2 separate regions of the Sus scrofa genome follow, and region 1 is linked to region 2. Evidence: chromatin contacts called from public HiChIP or PLAC-seq data. All regions are on one chromosome and are shown on one strand. Each heading gives the region's core, a stretch centred on a gene start, on an enhancer-like site or on the middle of the called end of the contact. The rest is flanking DNA. Distances are from core to core; before and after follow the strand shown. Region 1 overlaps LOC100127131 (tubulin alpha-1C chain). Region 2 holds the start of TUBA1B (tubulin alpha 1b).

Evidence for each region. HiChIP or PLAC-seq counts read pairs in DNA pulled down with a chosen protein or histone mark.
Region 1: an H3K27ac HiChIP or PLAC-seq map of alveolar macrophages shows a contact between it and region 2. The contact joins the enhancer-like site here to the promoter of TUBA1B in region 2. A contact is called at or near these places in 3 of 5 promoter capture datasets (fetal liver, liver and skeletal muscle), 10 of 47 Hi-C or Micro-C datasets (alveolar macrophages, brain, embryonic fibroblasts and 6 more) and 2 of 2 datasets of contacts at active chromatin or transcription factors (alveolar macrophages and skeletal muscle).

What each region holds. Positions count from the first base shown.
Region 1 is chr5:15,234,541-15,240,526 of Sscrofa11.1, reverse strand. LOC100127131 (tubulin alpha-1C chain) reads right to left here. Exons shown (of 6, transcript XM_013988248.2): 3 at 2,432-2,574. Among named protein-coding and RNA genes, the nearest start is that of PRPH, 46 kb to the left of the region's middle. Within about 2 kb of position 2,971, at least 51 of the 83 cell types and tissues checked have an H3K27ac peak or open chromatin away from gene starts, as enhancers often do. A contact at or near this core is called in alveolar macrophages, brain, fetal liver and 3 more, where this site is marked.
Region 2 is chr5:15,149,188-15,155,158 of Sscrofa11.1, reverse strand. TUBA1B (tubulin alpha 1b) reads left to right here and starts at 1,539. Exons shown (of 4, transcript NM_001044544.1): 1 at 1,539-1,643; 2 at 2,987-3,209; 3 at 3,359-3,507; 4 at 3,769-4,930. The coding sequence starts at 1,641. The coding sequence ends at 4,749. LOC100127131 (tubulin alpha-1C chain) reads right to left here and starts at 1,643. Exons shown (of 6, transcript XM_013988248.2): 1 at 1,560-1,643.

The DNA of each region.
Region 1 (5,986 bases), core at 1,722-4,221, 84 kb before region 2:
TGTTATCATCAAGCTCTGGAGGGTCAGTACTCTGATAACATTTTTCCATTACTGGCATTTCCCACTAGTGATACCATATTTTTCCAGATGGGTGGGCCAACTGTAATTCTGCTCTAAAATTGTGCTTTCACTTTTACATGTCAAGGGAAACCATAAAAAAAAAAAAAAAAACAAACCCAAAATACAACTTACAGAATGGGAGAAAATGGTTTCAAATGATGCAACTGATAAGGGCTTGATCTCTAAAATATACAAACAACTTATACAACTACTCAACAGCTAAAAAGCCAACAACCCAATGGAAAAATGGACAAAATACCTGAATAGACATTTCTCCAAAGAAGATATACAGATGGTCAACAAGCACATGAAAAAATGCTCAACATCACTGATTATCAGAGAAATGCAAATCAAAACTACTATGAGGTACCACCTCACACCTGTCAGAATGGCCATCATTAAAAAGCCCACAAATAATAAATGCTGAAGAGGGTGTAGAGAAAAGGGAACCCTCCTGCACTGTTGGTGGGAATGTAAATTGGTACAATCACTATGGAAGACAATATGGCAGTAACTTAGAAAAAGAAAACTATACATAGAACTAACATATTACCCAGCAGTCCCACTCTTGGGCATATATCTGGATAAAACTTTCCTTGAAAAAGACACATGGACCCACATGTTCATTGCAGCACTATTCACAATAAGCCAAGACATGGAAACAACCTAAATGTCCATCAACAGATGATTGGATTAGGAAGATATGGTATACATACACAATGGAACATTATTCAGTCATAAAAAGAACAAAATAATGCCATTTGCAGCAACATGGGTGGAACTAGAGACTCTCATACTAAGTGAAATAAGTCAGAAAGAGAAAAACAAATACTATATGATATCACTTATATCTGGAATCTACTGTATGGTACAAATGAACCTTTCCACAGAAAAGAAAATCACAGACATGGGGAACAGGTTTGTGGTTGCCAAGGGGGAGGGGGAGGGAGTGGGATGGATTGGGAATTTGGGGTTAATAGATGCAAACTGTTGCCTTTGGAATGGATAAGCAATGAGATCCTGCTGTATAGCACTGGGAACTACATCTAGTCACTTAGCAATGGAGCGTGATAATGAAAGAAAAAAGAATGTATTCACGTATGTGTAACTGAGTCACTTTGCTGTCCAGTAGAAAATTGACAGAACACTGTAAACCAACTATAATGGAAAAAATAAAAATCATTATAAAATAAAAAAAAATTTATTCAAATAAGATAAAATTCTGCTTACTTCCAGTGCCCCAAGCATTTTCAGACTATGGCATTTAACAAAGTTTCCAGTAATGGTGAATTGAGATTTGTGCTCAAGTATGTATATAAATGGGTTTGCAAATGGGTTTAGACTTTTGTGTGGAAAGGGCCCGAAGTCTCCTAAATAGAAAAATCATCAAGTAAATCAGAACTGACTTAAGAGTTTGGAAAATGATAGCAGGGCTTACTGACCTTATATCACACCATGGCCAAAACCACATTTTTAATACCTCCCTACTCCCAGGTTAATTTTATTTCTGTCACCCTCTTCATCCTTTAAAATTCCTTCCATTCAGCAAAATCAGTTCCATTCAAGAGAACAAATACATTGTGACTTCTGTTCCTGATACTTCCCTGTGTGCCTTGATGGAAAATAGAGTTTTAGTTTTCAGCATTGCACCTGCAAACTGTACAGATGTAATGAAATGAGTTAAACCTCCTCTTCCAAAGCTCCAGGTTTTCCTATGAGAACACCCCTATAACATATGCCAGTTCATTTAGGCTGGAGGGCTCCTCAAAACTGAGGCCATTTTTTTTGCGGGGGGGGGGGGATCTTTTTGCCTTTTCTAGGGCCGCTCCTGCGGCATATGGAGGTTCCCAGGCTAGGGGTCTAATCAGAGCTATAGCCACTGGCCTACGCCAGAGCCACAGCAATGTGGGATCCGAGCCACCTCTGCAAGCTACACCACAGCTCACAGCAATGCCATATCCTTAACCCACTGAGGAAGGCCAGGGATTGAACCCTCAATCTCATGGTTCCTAGTCCAATTCATTAACCACTGAGCCATGACAGGAACTCCTGAGGCCATTTCTTGTAGCGGGTCAAGTTAGTTTCTTCTATTTTTTTTTTTTTTTGGCACAGGGAGGTTCCCAGGCTAGGGACCAATTGGAACTGTAGCCGCCGGCCTACTCCACAGCCACAGCAATGCCAGATCCAAGCTGCGACTTCGACCTACACCACAGCTCAAAGCAACGCTGGATCCTTAACCCACTGAGCAAGGCCAGGGAGCGATCCTGCATCCTCATGGATCCCAGTCAGATTCGTTTCCGCTGCGCCACAAAGGGAACTCCAAAAGTTAGTCTCTTTTTAGATAAGTCAACTGCACGTGAATGCTACCTACCTTGGTGGCAGGCCTTCCTTGGGCAGAAGGCCAGACCTTCACCTGCAACCTTCCCCAGCAAGGTCTTGCAGTGTCGCGCCACTTCCAGCAGATGGCGCCGCAGCTGAATTTTCGCGGCCTGTTCTCTAAATCTGCGGAAGAGTCTGAATAAACAGGAAGAGGAGTTTGCTTTTTTGTTTTTTAAGCATTCCATTTTTCAACATATATTGCCTTCTCTGTTAGCTCAGGGGCTCTTTTTATTTGACTAAGTTGAAATGCATTTGAGATATTGTAAAAAAAATCAGTGATTACGCAATCCCAAATACATTTTATTTGATTTTAAGAATTTCCGCTCTTTCAAAGGACTCAAGAAGCAAGCTTTCAAGTAGCATAAATTGTCACAAGAGCACAATGGTTCAAAGATGTTAGTAGACAGTGCTGGGTAAAGAAAGGCGGCCTCAAAAAAAAAAAAAAAAAACAAGCAAGGCGTGGCAGGGGGAGTAGCCTCGCGGGGCCGCAGCGGAAGTGACCTTGGAGGCGGGCGGGGCGGCGGTCGCGGGCGCCCTGGAAACAGGGCCGCCTGCTGGTGAAACGGGGGAAAGCTCGGACCTCGCCAGAGGCTGCGGCTTCGCTCCCCACACCACTTAGTCCCAACAGACATTCTGAACACGTTTGCACTCAAGATGCACGTTACGCCCCCTCCCCAACAAAACTGAAAGTAATGGGCACAACCAGACCAGTCTTTCTGTGGAGAAAAGAAACTTTAGAGGCCTCTTGTGGTTTGGGATACAATGTTTCAAAGTGCTTTTCTGTTGCTAATGTTTCCTAAAGCTAAAGATTGGCTTTGAATTTTATGGTATAATTATTATTTAAAGCAATCATAAAGGAGTGAAAAATATAACCTGATGGAGCTCTTTTTCATTAGCCCATCCTGCTTTAAGTTACTGACAAAAGAGTAAAAGAGGTAACCAGCAGCAAACCGGAAAAAACGGGCAGAGGGTTGAATTTCAAGGTGGTTGTGCTTATCATTTCTCATTACAGCCCCTCATTTTTATTCCAGGGCTGTTGCAGTTCCATTTCTAGAGTCCCTCCTCCTCTCCCCACTTCCTTTTTCTCTTCACTCATTTGACAGGAGCCTCCGCAATCATCTGCCTAGAATACGTCATCGTCATCCACTGGGAGAGAATTGTGGTACCACCTTTCTCCCCCTATGGCTGAAGCCCACAGAAAGAGGATGACGGTTGCGCTTCAGCTCTTGAGCCAGCGCGATTGCTGGAATCGTAACCTGCAAGATGATGCCAAAGCGCAGCTTCCCCCTTTTTATGCTGCATAGAGCTTTATGTTGCCCTTCATTAAGCTGATGCTTTCTCCTACAGAGCCCTGTCCTTCACGATGCCCAAATGATGCACTAATAACCTTCTCATCCCTTCCACTTGCAGATATTCAGTGCATTAAGTGTAAGAATTGCACATCTTTTTTTTTTTTTTTTTTTCTAGTAAGGGAGTGAAGGCCCATAGGTGGACAGTTTCATTAGACCAGTCATGCTGTTTATCAGGTTCCTGTTCTCTGATATGCAAAGCCCCATCTCCCATCAAGGTATATAGTTGCAGGCATTAATTACAGGCTCTGGTTCAAAGCAGACCCTCTCTTTTTGAGCAGTAGTGCCAGAAATTAGGAACCCAACTGGAACAGAAGCTTCCTGAGTATCCTGGAGAAGGAAAGTTGGGCCTGAGTCCTGTACATAACCACTGCAGACTTCACAATCTGGATCCTACCACATGAACACTGAGAGCTCAGTGTTTGGAGGACAAAGAGGAGTAATGGATATATAGTAACTTAGTCAACAGGGACAGGATCCAAGACATGCCTGACATTTATTTATCTGCAGAGAAACAGAAATAAGGAGGGGAATATCTCTCTAAGTGTTACTCCTCCTTCGGGGAGAGGACACATGAACAGGGCAGCTGATAACATTAATATTGTGCAGGCAAGCACACATCTCCACACATCCCCAGGACTGCTGAACCAAGTGTTATTCAACTAATCAGCAGGGCCACAGCTTTGAGCCTCTCCTGCTGCAGTGCTCAGAGGGAGTAGGCTCAGACAAAGCCAAGTGGCTTCTCTGAGGGGGAGGGTGCCTACTTTCTCTTTGTTCCTCCTTGGAAACTGAGCTCTCTCTGAAGTCTCATATACCAGCTGCGTTCACCTCTTGGAGGAGGGTAAAATAAGTTAATTCCCAATAAATATTGGACAGCATATTTTTGGAGCCCTGAACACTGACTGTAAAATGCAAGGTCAAACTCTTTTTAGAATTCTAACAGGCTGTAGGTTTTATCCTGGGTTTCTAGGCAAAAAGTTCAGAAAGGTGCCTCTATCAAATAAAAACTAAAGGGTCACCTTCAGAAAGGGGGAGTAGAGACAGTGTTTTGAATCCTACTTAACCTAATAATAGATGTCCTGTGCCTTACTCTTAAGAATCTCTTCCTCACAGACACATGATTTAATGATCAAATTCCTTTGTCTATTAAGAAATCTCTTCAGCTGTGGAAAGGCTTTCTGAGAAATCACACCTTTTTATACTATAGGTGATTTTTTTCTCATAAGAATTATATAACATAGTTCCTTTAAAGGTAAAAGCATTCAAAATTGTCTATTCCTGACTTAACTGTGGAATTAAGACAAAGGGTGTTTGTTCTTGTATCAGGAATAGGCCTGCCACTCCCCAAGCACTCACAGCATCTGTTCCCTCGACTGATTTTTAAACCAAAAGTCACACATGGCTTCTGTGCTTGACAGCTGAGGTGGCCTTTTATATCCAGTTGGAATTTCAGTTTTGGCTGGAATGAGCTTGCATACACAACAGAAAATGGACTTTGTTGGTCAGAGAAAGCTTACTGATCTGAGGACTAGGCTGACATTTTAGAAATACTATAGGTTCATTTCCTGGAACTTGCTCCCCAAAATAAAGTACCTTCAGTCTCTTTACATGACATCATCAGGCTCTTTAAGACGATCCTTATTCCCTTGGGATTTTATTTGCTCATTAAATATCAGCTATTTTGTCCTGAGCAATCTGCATTTTTCTACTCAGCTAAGCCTCAGGCCCTGTGGAGAGCAGCTCTTCTCTACCAGCTCCTGGGGACCTCATTCTTTCCAGCATTCTAAGGGAAAGTGAGAGCAACCCCCAGCCAGGAAACCAGCCCAGCAAAAGTATACAATCTGATGGCTTGAGCTTCGAAAATAATTCTGAAACTAGACAAGAAGTGAATAAGCAGGTATTAAAAGATTATATATATATACCTTTATAATTAACAGGAAATTTGTATAAAATAGTACTGGGCAGGTATAGTCATACTATAACCCGGTGCTTATGTTATTATCTGTTACCCAGAGAGGGTATTACAGAATGCCTTTCATCTGACGGGCTCAAAGTTCTTCCTAGTGTTAACCTCATATATTAAGGTACTTCAACTTAACAACTAATAAGTACTTTGAGGGCAAGAACTCTTTCTTGCACTCCCTTATGTTACACACAGTATCCAGCAGGGTATTAGACATGCAGTAGGTGCTCAGGTA
Region 2 (5,971 bases), core at 290-2,789:
GCCATAAAAAGACAAAAAAAGGGGTGGTAGTGGTAAATGGATACATTAATAAAGGGAACTTTTTTTTTTTTTCTTTTTTTTTGGCTGTGTCCTTAACACACAGAAGTTCCCAGGCCTGGGATTGAACCCTTGCCATAGTAGTGACAACAGTGGATCCTTAACCTGCTGAGGAAACTCCAGGAAACTTCATTTTCAATGGAGTCAGGAAACCCTGAAGGCAGAACTCAACAACCTAGCACTATTTGCAACCTACCTAATCAGCAGGAAGAAGGATGATAAAAATGTTACTTTTCTTCTGGTTGGTACAAGGGAGGACATTTTCACATAGGAATTTTATCTCTAGCTTTTAAAAAAGTAAGGAAGATCACTGCCTGCCCCAGCAACAACACTAACCACTGCTTGCAGCCAATGAGAAATGGCCACATTCTTGAACTCTCCAAAGAACTTTTCTTTAAACAATCCTCCCCAATTTCTTTCTAAAATCTAATAAAATCCCCTCTCCTTTGTTCTCTGGATTTGTCTATGATTCCCCATAGCTTGCTTGTCCCAATTGCAATTCTCTGCTACTCCCAAATAAATCCATCTTGATGGTAAAAAAAACTGATTTATTTTTTGAGGTTGACAATGTATATAAATGTAAAATACTATGTTGTACACCTGAAAAACAACATTATATGTCAATTATGTTTCAATTAAAAAAAGTTTTACAAAACTCTAAACAGCACAAGGAATCTCTACTTCCTAACATCTTTCAGGATCAAACAATTTCTTCCCTCCCCAATTTTCAATTCAGCTACTAAATCTGAAATGTGCCTTGAAATATTTCTTTCTAAAAGGCCCTGTTCAATGAAGTTGGTTGGTTTAGGTCTAAAAATGGAGACTACTCTGCCCTTTTAACAGTTTAGATGTTCAGTGCTTAGGTACTTTTTGAATGACTGAAATACTATTTGCTTCCAATGTTCAGAACCTTTAGTTCAAAGGACAAGTCACGACGGTAATCCAAATACAACTACGCTGTTTTCTAAACCTTGCTCCTCCACATTAACAGGTAAATGCATTCGCAACTGCCTTTAAAGGAACTGAGAAGGGAAAAAGGCAAAACTCACTGACAAATTATGACAACGTGAAAATAATCAGCTGAGCTATCCAGACCAGAAGTTTCTGCATTTCCTGGTGCTTCATCTTTAAAATTGTGTGCTTCTTAAATCAGGATTCTTCCAAATTAAGGCAATCGAGCCTCCATCCCCGTCTCGGCCTATTCGGAACCTGCGCCCCACCCCCACCCTCACCCCCGCCCAGGCCCCGGCAGCCATGCGCCAAAGACTGCAGCACCCAAGCTCGAAGCCCGCAGGCGCGGCGGACCCCGCCCCGCAAGGCCGGCGCGGGGAGGTGGCTAGGGGCCAGGAGCCCGCCTCTGCGGAGGCCTAGTCGGACGCCGACTGGGTGCGCCGGGCCCGGGGAGGGGCCGGCGGCCATGGCGCCGCCTGCGCCCGCCCGCCCCTCCTCGGACCGCTATTTAAGGGGCTCCCGCGTAGCCTCCGCCTCAGTGCGTTACTCACCTCGACTCTTAGCTTGTCGGGGACGGTAACCAGGACTCGGTGTCTACTCCTGTTGCCTGCGCTTGCTGACCGGTAACCACCATGGTGAGTAGACTGCCCACCTCGCTCGGGAAGATGGGGAAGAACGAACCGGGGGAGCTCGAAGGCTTCTAGCTAGAGAGGGCTGGGGCCAGCGCTGTCCACTTGGAGGATGAAGAGCAGGGCGAGAGCCGAGGGTGGGAGTAGATACTGGAGAACCGCTGGGGCCCGGAAGTGGGAGGCCACCTTGTTTTCTTCTAGGACTCTGGAAGGGGATTGCAGGGCACCGGCTCTCCTTCACTGCGGTTGGGGCTCTCCTTTAGCCTTTAACTCCTGGGCGCGGTGCCCCGAGACCCTGCAGTCTTTTCCCGCGTGTTCCCATCCCCCTCTCCTTCCCCCCACCTCTGGCGGGCGCGCGCGCGGGCTCTCCCCGCCCTCACTTCCTCCTCAGCGCTAAAAGCGTAGGCGGGAAGGAGCTCGACACAAAAGCGCAGGCGCGACCGTTACCTTCCCGCCAGGGAGCGGTGGGAAAGCCCGCCACTGCAGAGTGCGCATGCGTGCTGGGGCGCTGCAGGTCTAGGGTTGGAGGGCGTGTCTCCTGCTACCCAGAGTTCTCTTAAAAAAGTGCAGTAATCAATATGGAGAAGGGTTCCTCACCATTGTGCGGCACCACGGCAGTGTATTAGGACAACTAGCTCTTAAGAGCATCTAAAAGCCATCTGTCCTCTTCTGCCTTAGGAATGTGTGTGGGAGCAGGTGGTGGTGAGGGGTTTTGAAGGAACGGAAATCGGATCTTGGTCCAGATCTGGGCCGCCGATAATCCCCTGCTGCGTTGTGACGGATGTGGAGATGCTGGGCAGCGTAGGACGGTTGGCGATGGCTGCGTCTCTGCAGACGTGGCTGTCACGAGCCTTTGCAGCTGCGCAGCTCAGAGGCTGCAGGGAGCAGCGGGGGCGCGCACGCGCGCACGCCCCCTCTGAATTGCTCATTCATGCTGTGCCGCAGAGCTCCGCCCCTCCTCCCTGTGGCCAGACATTTCCTCTGCACTGCTCTGGCCATGTGCTTCCTGAGCTGGGAGCTGTCCGGAAGTCTGGCCACCTCCTCTAAAATGGGATTCTGAGGCCTGAAGGCTAGATGATGGCCTTCTCCCTATCTTGATCCTTCAAAGGAGGAAGCGATGACTAAGCTCTTCTTGGCCTGGAAAGATGCCTTCTCAATTTAGAGGAGAAAAGGAAATTAATCAAAAGTAATATAGATCAAAAGTAAAGACCTTCTTCCCTAGATTTAAAAGAAATACATTTTCATTCATTTCAAAAGAGGAAATTTGTAAAATTAACCATCCATAAGCATCTGTTCTGCTTCTTTCACCACTAATTGGTTTCATCTTTTTTTTCCCTACTTTCTCACAGCGTGAGTGCATCTCCATCCACGTTGGCCAAGCTGGTGTCCAGATCGGCAATGCCTGCTGGGAGCTCTACTGCCTGGAACACGGCATCCAGCCCGATGGCCAGATGCCGAGTGACAAGACCATTGGGGGAGGAGATGACTCCTTCAACACCTTCTTCAGTGAGACAGGCGCTGGCAAGCATGTGCCCAGGGCAGTGTTTGTAGACCTGGAACCCACAGTCATTGGTGAGTTGACCTCAGGCACCCGAGTGAGATCCCGGAGCAGGGGAGTCTAGGTCAGGAGGTGTGTCTTGGGGGCTCCACGGCAGCCCTGGGGTGGAGCAGGCTTGTGCAGGTTGTAAGTGAGGGGTGGCTGCTTTGTTTTCCTTTTCCAGATGAAGTTCGCACTGGCACCTACCGCCAGCTCTTCCACCCTGAGCAGCTCATCACAGGCAAGGAAGATGCTGCCAATAACTATGCCCGAGGTCACTACACCATTGGCAAGGAGATCATTGACCTCGTCTTGGACCGAATTCGGAAACTGGTACGTTTATTCTCAAGGATAAAGTAAATTAATGCACCTAAGGGAGCCATTTGAAATACGCTCTTTTTTCTTTCAAACACAGAATTGAAATGTGACACAATTCTTCCTTTCTAGGTTTTTAAAAATTCAATTAAAATAGGAAATATTTGATGTCACTTTATAAATATCAATGCAGGTGTTTTTAATAAAGAAATGCTGGGTAATTTCAGGTATCACAGAAAGCAATAACTGTATCTTTCTCGTATTCCTCTTTTCTAACAGGCTGACCAGTGCACAGGTCTTCAGGGCTTCTTGGTTTTCCACAGCTTTGGCGGGGGAACGGGTTCTGGGTTCACCTCCCTGCTGATGGAACGTCTCTCTGTCGATTATGGCAAGAAGTCCAAGCTGGAGTTCTCCATTTACCCAGCCCCCCAGGTTTCCACAGCTGTAGTTGAGCCCTACAACTCCATCCTCACCACCCACACCACCCTGGAGCACTCTGATTGTGCCTTCATGGTAGACAATGAGGCCATCTATGACATCTGTCGTAGAAACCTCGATATTGAACGCCCAACCTACACTAATCTGAACCGCCTTATTAGCCAAATTGTGTCCTCCATCACTGCTTCCCTGAGGTTTGATGGGGCCCTGAACGTTGATCTGACAGAATTCCAGACCAACCTGGTGCCCTACCCCCGCATCCATTTCCCTCTGGCCACATACGCCCCTGTCATCTCTGCTGAGAAAGCCTACCATGAACAGCTTTCTGTAGCAGAGATCACTAATGCTTGCTTTGAGCCAGCCAACCAGATGGTGAAATGTGACCCTCGCCATGGTAAATACATGGCCTGCTGCCTGTTGTACCGTGGTGACGTGGTTCCCAAAGACGTCAATGCTGCCATTGCCACCATCAAGACCAAGCGCAGCATCCAGTTTGTGGACTGGTGCCCCACTGGCTTCAAGGTTGGCATTAATTACCAGCCCCCCACTGTGGTCCCTGGTGGAGACCTGGCCAAAGTACAGCGGGCAGTGTGCATGCTGAGCAACACCACAGCCATCGCTGAGGCCTGGGCTCGCCTGGACCACAAGTTTGACCTGATGTATGCCAAGCGTGCCTTTGTTCACTGGTACGTGGGTGAGGGCATGGAGGAAGGAGAGTTTTCTGAGGCCCGTGAGGACATGGCTGCCCTTGAGAAGGATTACGAGGAGGTTGGTGTGGATTCTGTTGAAGGAGAGGGAGAGGAAGAAGGCGAGGAATACTAATTACCATTCCTTTAAGCCCTGCAGCATGTCATACGCAGAACTTCAGCTTCAGCATAAGCTGACAGGAGTAAAAGCTTTCTGATTAGATTGTCTTCACTTTCAACTGTGATCATGTATTTTCCATGTGTACCTGTAAGTTTTTTTCTGTCATGTCTCAAAAAGTAAATGCTTTAAGAAAGAAGGTTGGACTTAAGTGTTTTTTCCTACCACTCTACACCTGAAAGTCTGCAACAAGGTGGTAACATCAAGGCTTTCACTCCTTATCTGGATATTCCTATGGAAGTGAGGAACACTGGCCTGGAAAAGCAGAAGAGCTGGATTCCAAAATTGATCTGTTAACATCCCTCAACTAGTTTTGGAATCTAGGTCATAGGGCTTGGAAAATGTAGATCCAGATAAGAGCCATTTTGTTAATCTAGTTCTTGAGATTATGAGTTAGATAAATTATAGCATGATACAATTTGCATTCAAGGTTTTTTGGGGGGTCGTTTTTGGGCCATGCTCTTGCACATGGAGGTTCCCAGGCTAGGGGTCTAATGTAGCTGCTGGCCTGCACCACAGCCATAGCAATACCAAGTCCAAGCCATGTCTGACCTACACTACACTACAGCAATGCCAGTTCCTTCACCCATTGAGCAACACCAGGGATCAAACCTGTGTCCTCATGGATACTAGTCAGATTTGTTTCCACTGAGCCACAACACGGACTCCCATTCTCTCAAGTTTATAGTTTGGCTACATCTAAAGCCCTTTTCATGGGCTTTAGGGGGGAAGTTCCCGTCATGGTGCAGCAGAAATGAATCTGACTAGCATCCATGAGGTTGTGTGTTTGATCCCTGGCTTCACTCAGTGGGTTGAGGATCCGGTGTTATTGTGAGCTGTGGTGCAGGTTGCAGACTCTGCTTGGATCCTGGGTTGCTGTGGCTACTATTTGACCCCTAGCCTAGGAATCTCCATATGCTGCAGGTGCAGCCTTAAAAAGCAAAACAAATGAAATAAAGGACTATAGGGGAGATAGGCAATTAGGATGTAAGTAGAGGACTTAACCCAGGAGAAAAGTGTGCATTTCAAATTCAGAAAGCATGTGGGATATAAAAGTCTGAAGACACTGATAGTTTGGTTTAAGAGTAGAAAAGGCCAGGAGTTTCTGTTGTGGCTCAACGAGATAACTGAGCTAGTATTCGTGAGGATATGGGTTCGATCCCTGGCCTTGCTCAGTGTT